Regions from separate parts of the Mus musculus genome. Here region 1 is linked to region 2. Evidence: chromatin contacts called from public Hi-C data. All regions are on one chromosome and are shown on one strand. The core of a region is the stretch at or near the end of the contact, and the rest is flanking DNA. Distances in the headings are between cores, read along the strand shown.

Region 1 (3,032 bases), core at 169-2,668, 240 kb before region 2:
ATTCTCGGCTCAAACCAATGATCTCCTGTCAATAAATACCTCCCTCCCACCAGTCCAGAACGCTCCCCGCTGGACGTTCGTCATGCTTGGCATACCAGTGATGCTGACCCTGACGCTTTTACTTCTGAGAGTAGTTCTTCACCATGCCACCCTTTTGAGTTCAGCCTCTCCCTGGGAACACATTTGGACTTAGTGTTCAACTGTGCATGCATGACAAGGATAGGGGTCTTGTCTACTCATCTATGGTTTCCCTCTGTATCTGCTACCTCCTCCTCTAGAGCGGTGAACTGGTTTAGTCCTACACACTGTCTCTAGAGGCTTATAGGGAGCCATAGGACTGTGATTGTCAGGAAGCAGAATGGAAAAAAAAAACTGTCTAACCATTTTTTTTTCTCCACAAGCCTCCAAGCCTCAGGGGATGCAACCGTAGAATCCTCGGGGATCCATTTCCCCCATGGAGCATCTGAGGGTAATATAAGCAAACAATTTCCCACTTCCTTTTTACTCTTAGCAATCCCCCTGCAGGGCAGAAGAAACGAGTGGTATCTCACCAGTGTCCCGTGTACAGTGTCACTGGAATGGCACTAAGCTCAAGCTCATATACCTGGGCCAACCCAGACAGGCACCCTGAAACAAGTGGGGCTTGGGTGTCCTGTTTGAACCACCCTCTGTGGATGGCCATAGTTGTTATAATTTGTTCTACGGGATCTTAGGGTTCTGAGAACTTCTCTAAAAGCTCAAAAAACAACCCCTATTCTTGCAGTCTCCTTCCCAGACAGATGCCATGGCGAGTGTAACAGTATTCTTCCTGCTAGTCGACGGAATGTTACAGATTAGGGGTGCTGTTGTGTTCCCCAACCCCAGGGCATCCTGGATACCTTGCTCTATTAACATGGATAGAGAAAAAAATCTAAGGCCATTGATGCAAAGTGATTCTAACAAGGAAGAAATGTGGGGTCAAAGGGTGGGAACTCTAGAGCCTCCTTCTGCTACTCCAGTTTGTGCCTGGAGAGACCCTAAGTGTGGTGTAGACATGCATGTCGGTGCCCTTTCGCAGAGAAAATAGGAAATGAATTCCAAACAATACTGGAAACAGCTGACCCTTTTAGCACAAAGCTTAAATATGCTAGGGCTCAGCCAAGGCAGCATGTGCAGAGTAAATATTTTAATCCTTAATTAATCACTTTGGTTAGATTGGTAAAACAGAAGTCTAATGAAAATAATTTGAAATTTCCTTCATGAATAATTGCCTTGTTCAGGGAATTGTGGGAAGAGTCAACTGACTGACCTTCCCTCCTCAGTCAGCTGTACTGCTCCGAGACTTAATTTGTGTCCTTCAGCCCTTTCAGTCACCGTTATGAGATTAGAAATACCTTCTGTGCAGTTTAGCAGCAACGATGCAGTGTGACAGTTCAGTCAGCAGAGAGGTAAAGGACGCAGCGACTCCTGGCTCGCTCGCCGCAGAGCCTGGTGATATGTGGTACAGAGGACAGCATCTTCTCAACCCTGCAACCTTTTATTAGGCTAGGAACGTGATGCATTACTCCAGGTGACGGAACTGGACCGATCCCGTTTTCTTCTCTTTTAATTAGGAACTTGCATAATAAAGTGCCCAGGGTTTGAGCATTTACAAAAAAGGAGAGAAAGAATTTTTCCAGCTCTGAGGGTCGAATGCTACCTTGATTAGCTGTATGCCACCAGATTTAATTACTTCTTTGAGTAAATCAAATCTTCCTCAGAGGCCAATGGTCCCTAGTGTGTAGGGACCAAAGGTTAAGCCACCTTACTAGTTACCTGTTCAGACATGTTGGAACCTGTTAGATCTGAGCCGGGAGAGTGCTCCACCCTGTACCACTTGCCCACTCTCCTCTTCTTCCTCCCCCCCAATCCTCCCCCCAGCCCCCAGTCCTCTTCAGCAATGAATGCATTGGGTATCTGGTTGGAATGTCACTGGGAGTGATGGCTGGCCCTGGGCCATGTGGCTGGTACACACTGGCTCACACTGCCATCATTGCTAAAAATTGCCTCGTCCACCAGTCGGTTTGGCCGGTTCTGTGGACTGCCAAAGTCCACCTGGTACACCATCTGCCACCTCCCCCTGGAGGTTCCTTCTCTCTTTTGTTTCCCAGTCTGGTCCTCGCTCTCAATCTTGCTCTTTTTATTTGGGAGATTCAAATATTTGGGGGAATTTTGCTTTTCCTTCTTAGCAATCAGGAGGGCAGGATGCTCTTGGATTGCTGGAATGCATTTGGATAATTGTACCTTAACTCCTTGCTATCCTGCATTTATCTTGTACAGTGGCCAATAATTTGCTTTAAAAGCTTGCTTAAAGGGCAGAAAAATACTTCTCAAATAGAAAGCATAAAGATAAACAATGTGTAACCCAGGTGCTAATTGAATGAAAACCTGGATCAAGCTTGCTGTCTCTATTCACAAATGGAATTAAGCGCATTCCATGCCAAAAGGGCTATGGAAGTCCTCCATCTCACAGGATCAGAGGCATGGAGAACTGGGAGTCAGAGCAATGCTTTCTGATCAGCTTGACTGTAATAGATGTGTGGAAGGGCAACTGTGTATCCAGCAGTATAATGCATAGGCAAATATTAGTAGCTGAATGTGCTTATTGTTCTAATGACCATTTTTAATGGTAACTCTGCAATGAGAGTGTAAATTAGTATATTCAGTAGAGAAAACAGTAGGGAAGTTCCTAAAAAATTAAAAACAGAGAGTTATTCAATGATCCAGTAATCCTACTTATGGATAGATAGATAGATAGATAGATAGATAGATAGATAGATAGATAGATAGGTAGATAGATAGATAGATATACAGAGAAAATTATATCAGAGGAATAACAACACAACCATGTTCAATGCAGCACTACTCTCAATAACCAAGAAATGCAAACGACCTCAGTGCCTTTGAACCAATGAGTAGATGAAGAAAATGTCCACATAATGGAATACTATTCTACCATAAAAATAATGAAACTCTGTCATTTCCTGTAATGTGAATGGGATTGGAGATCAATG
Region 2 (3,036 bases), core at 497-2,996:
TCAAGAGATTCGCGTGGATTTGCCTTTCCATCATACAAAGCACGATGGCTCGGACCAAGAGCCAGGACCTGCTTCCCACAGCCCGGGCCACGCGGGACAACTGCCTGGGACATTTGTTTACCTCTCCTAAATGAAAGGCCTTAGGGACAGTCGCCAGGTGTTTCTGCACAGTGGGGGCGGGGTAACAAGGAAAGATCCGTACTCACCCTCCCCCCTAGCCTAGGCCCCACAAAGTCGTGGCTCTGGGGAACGCGACAGCCAGGAGTTTCCTTAGGACTGGAACAGCTACGAAGGAGCCAGGAAGAACTGGGCAAGCCCGGAGGAGCTCGAGGGTTCGCGGAGCCTCCAGGACCCCAAGGCTCTTAGGACACACCTGCAAGTCTGCAGCGGCAGCGGAGTGCCCAGCCTTAGGCCGGAGCCGAGCCCAGCCGGGCTGCCGAGAACTTGCAGCCTCGTGCGCACTCCCGTAATTCGCTAATTGCTGTAAATCCCAAGGACGGCCACATTTGATTACACATACAGTATAAGAACCGACAACAAAGCGACGAATTAATTACCAACTTCATTAACATAGGTCCCCAAATTAAAGGCAACGAGCTGTTTCTTTGGGCCCACTAGCAGTGGTGGCGGTGACTGAGGTAGTGAGGGAGGGGTGGGTTTTTTCGTTTTGTTTTGTTTTTCCTTCTGCATTGGGAGTTGTGAGGGGAAAGCTATCCTCCCCCCCCCTCCCCCTCCCAGCCTCCATTCACACACTCAGCAGTAGCGTTTGCCCCTCACCTCCCCCCGCCCCGTCCCCTAATATTCTGTCCAGCGTGTTTCTGCTTTTCTAGAAAACTCTGATTCTTGTTTAAAAAAAAAAAAAAAAAAAAACCAGTCTGGACCAGAAGAAGTTGAGTTGGTTGACCCTGCAGCATCCCAGCTCCCGAGTTTCGGCCTCTGAGTAGGGCGCCTCCATCCCTAGTAACTCCCAGGCCTGAAGTACCAGGCGTTTGTTCTTAAGCACAAACTGTTTCTACTGGGGGCTTTTTGTCACCTCATACTCAGCTGGAGAGATTTGAGGTATCCCCTCCCTTGGCCGGAAATCTGCCTTGGCGGTAGATTTGGGAGCTCACGTTTTCTTTTGTATCTTGCTCTATGCTTATCAAATTGAAAAAACATGCCTGGAAAGCCAGAACTCCAGAGACCAAGGGTTATTCTAAGGGGTAAAAGAACAGCCAGTGAGGACGCTGGAGTTTTCAGACAGTCCATAGCTGCGTGACTCTCTGCCTACACTGCATGTTCACAGCTCAGTTCCACTCTTGTTCATCTTCACCCATTTTTCCCTCAGCGCCGTCTGGTCCTCTTCAAGAGAACATAGCCCTGTTTTTAAGCCTGTGCCTGGGTTTGAGTTCTGCCTCTGACCCACACATTCTTTGCTAGCGTTGGAAATCGAAAACGGGGTACTACCCCCTCCCTCCTTCCCCTAGCTTTGACTTAAATATTTTCCTGCTTTATGTTGTTTGGTATCCTTTCTCTAAAATAAAAACAAAAAAGAAAAGGAGGATAAGAAGGAGTATAAAGGAAGAAGAAAAGACCGAAGAGGGAGGCCTTCCTGTCCATCATTTTAATTATACAATTAGTTCACATGCTTGGGCCCATAATGTATATTTTAAGCGTAGCCCAGTGTTTTAAAGAACGTTCTGGTAGTGTCGGAGGCCTGGATTTGTTGCCTGCTCTTCCCCCCGTGCAGCAGCGGCCTGTTTTCCTCCCCCTGTTGTGTGTTTTTATTATTTTCCCTCTGGCTTAGATGTGTCAATCATTCTCTCCCTGCCATTGGTTGGAGAGTTTGCGTCAAAAAGTTGCCAGAGAGGCGCTTTCTCAGCAAATCTCCCTGAGAGCGGAACCTTCCTCAGCTCCAACTCAGCCTCCACTGTTACTAAAAAATAAAAATCGCTAGAGGAGCTCAGTCGCCACCTCTACTTTGTATGTATCGTAGACGGACACAAGCCTGTTTACAACTCTGGCCACTTCATTTTATGTTTTCTTTTAATTGTTTTTTTTTTCTGGTTATGTTTGACTTTTTATGGAAAGGTGAAGACTACAAGGTTTTTAACTGAATGCTCTTGATTTCTTTTAGGATAGCTGGCTATTTGGAATTTTGAAGGATAATTTGATTTTTTTTTCTTTTCTAACGTCCAATGCGGCTGTAAGGTAAGTGTCCGTCTGTCTTGTCTATAGCGATATCTTTGTGTTCCCCCAGTCCGCAGTGACCTCCGCTCCTCCAATGTGCAACTCTGCGGACGTGGAACTTCCTTGGGTGGGGGCGGGCGATGTATTTTATTTTTCTAATGAGAATTTTGAGACGAAATAATGACCATTAGGAAAAAATTTGACGATCTGTAGAAGAGGGAGGGAGTGGGAGGGAGCGAGAGCGCGTGCTCCTGGGGGTCGCTGCTACCGAAGAACGTCGCAGAAATCCTAGGAGTCTAATCTGGGAGTTGGGGAGGGGTTTTGTTCTTATGCCCACGCTATTCATGGCTTCTCCTCGCGAGCTTTGCATTTTGGCCCCTAGATTGAGCTGGAGTCCTTAGGTTTGGTTCCAAGGGCGTATTTTAGAATCCATGACAAAATAATGCTTGTGTAATGTACCTAGGTTGGTAAATTAAAACAAAGATAATAAGGTGGACGCTTCCGAAAGACGGAGCTCCCGAAGGCCGGCTCTCCATTATCGGCGGGGGCCTCGGGCTGCCTCTAGACTCCTCGGTTTGCAACGGGAGCCGAAATCGGAGCGGATAACCGAGGAGGCGACAGCGCTGGCGTCTTGTTACTCCCGCGCCGCCTCAGCTCCTGTTTCTCGTCCTCACTCCCCAAGCTTAATGCCCCTCTGCTCTCCGCCTCTTCTCAAAGCCGCTAGGGCTCTTGAATCTTTTACAACTCTCCTCCTCTCCATCCCTAGGGGTGCGGCTCCCCCAAGCCCCAGAACTGTACACTGAAAGTCGGGGCTTCTGGGCCAGATCGCCAGGCCGAGGCCGCTAGTTGGACAGGTTTTAAAGGCGA

Evidence for each region. A called contact is a pair of places that touch in the nucleus more often than the background predicts.
Region 1: a Hi-C map of cerebellar granule neurons shows a contact between it and region 2, with 2.0 times the contacts expected there. The contact joins the enhancer-like site here to the promoter of Otx2 in region 2. A contact is called at or near these places in 3 of 39 promoter capture datasets (cranial neural crest, hippocampal neurons and second pharyngeal arch cranial neural crest), 7 of 484 Hi-C or Micro-C datasets (brain, cerebellar granule neurons, cerebellum and 2 more), 8 of 115 datasets of contacts at active chromatin or transcription factors (embryonic forebrain, embryonic hindbrain, embryonic limb bud and 3 more) and 4 of 9 other capture datasets (adipose tissue, embryonic stem cells, liver and 1 more).

What each region holds. Positions count from the first base shown.
Region 1 is chr14:48,906,562-48,909,593 of GRCm38.p6, reverse strand. No RefSeq gene overlaps it. Among named protein-coding and RNA genes, the nearest start is that of Gm534, 26 kb to the right of the region's middle. Within about 2 kb of position 1,418, at least 7 of the 459 cell types and tissues checked have an H3K27ac peak or open chromatin away from gene starts, as enhancers often do. A contact at or near this core is called in cerebellar granule neurons and cerebellum, where this site is marked.
Region 2 is chr14:48,666,354-48,669,389 of GRCm38.p6, reverse strand. It overlaps Otx2 (orthodenticle homeobox 2), which reads left to right and starts at 1,746. Exons shown (of 5, transcript NM_001286482.1): 1 at 1,746-1,962; 2 at 2,117-2,190. It overlaps Otx2os1 (orthodenticle homeobox 2 opposite strand 1), which reads right to left and starts at 102. Exons shown (of 5, transcript NR_029384.1): 1 at 1-102.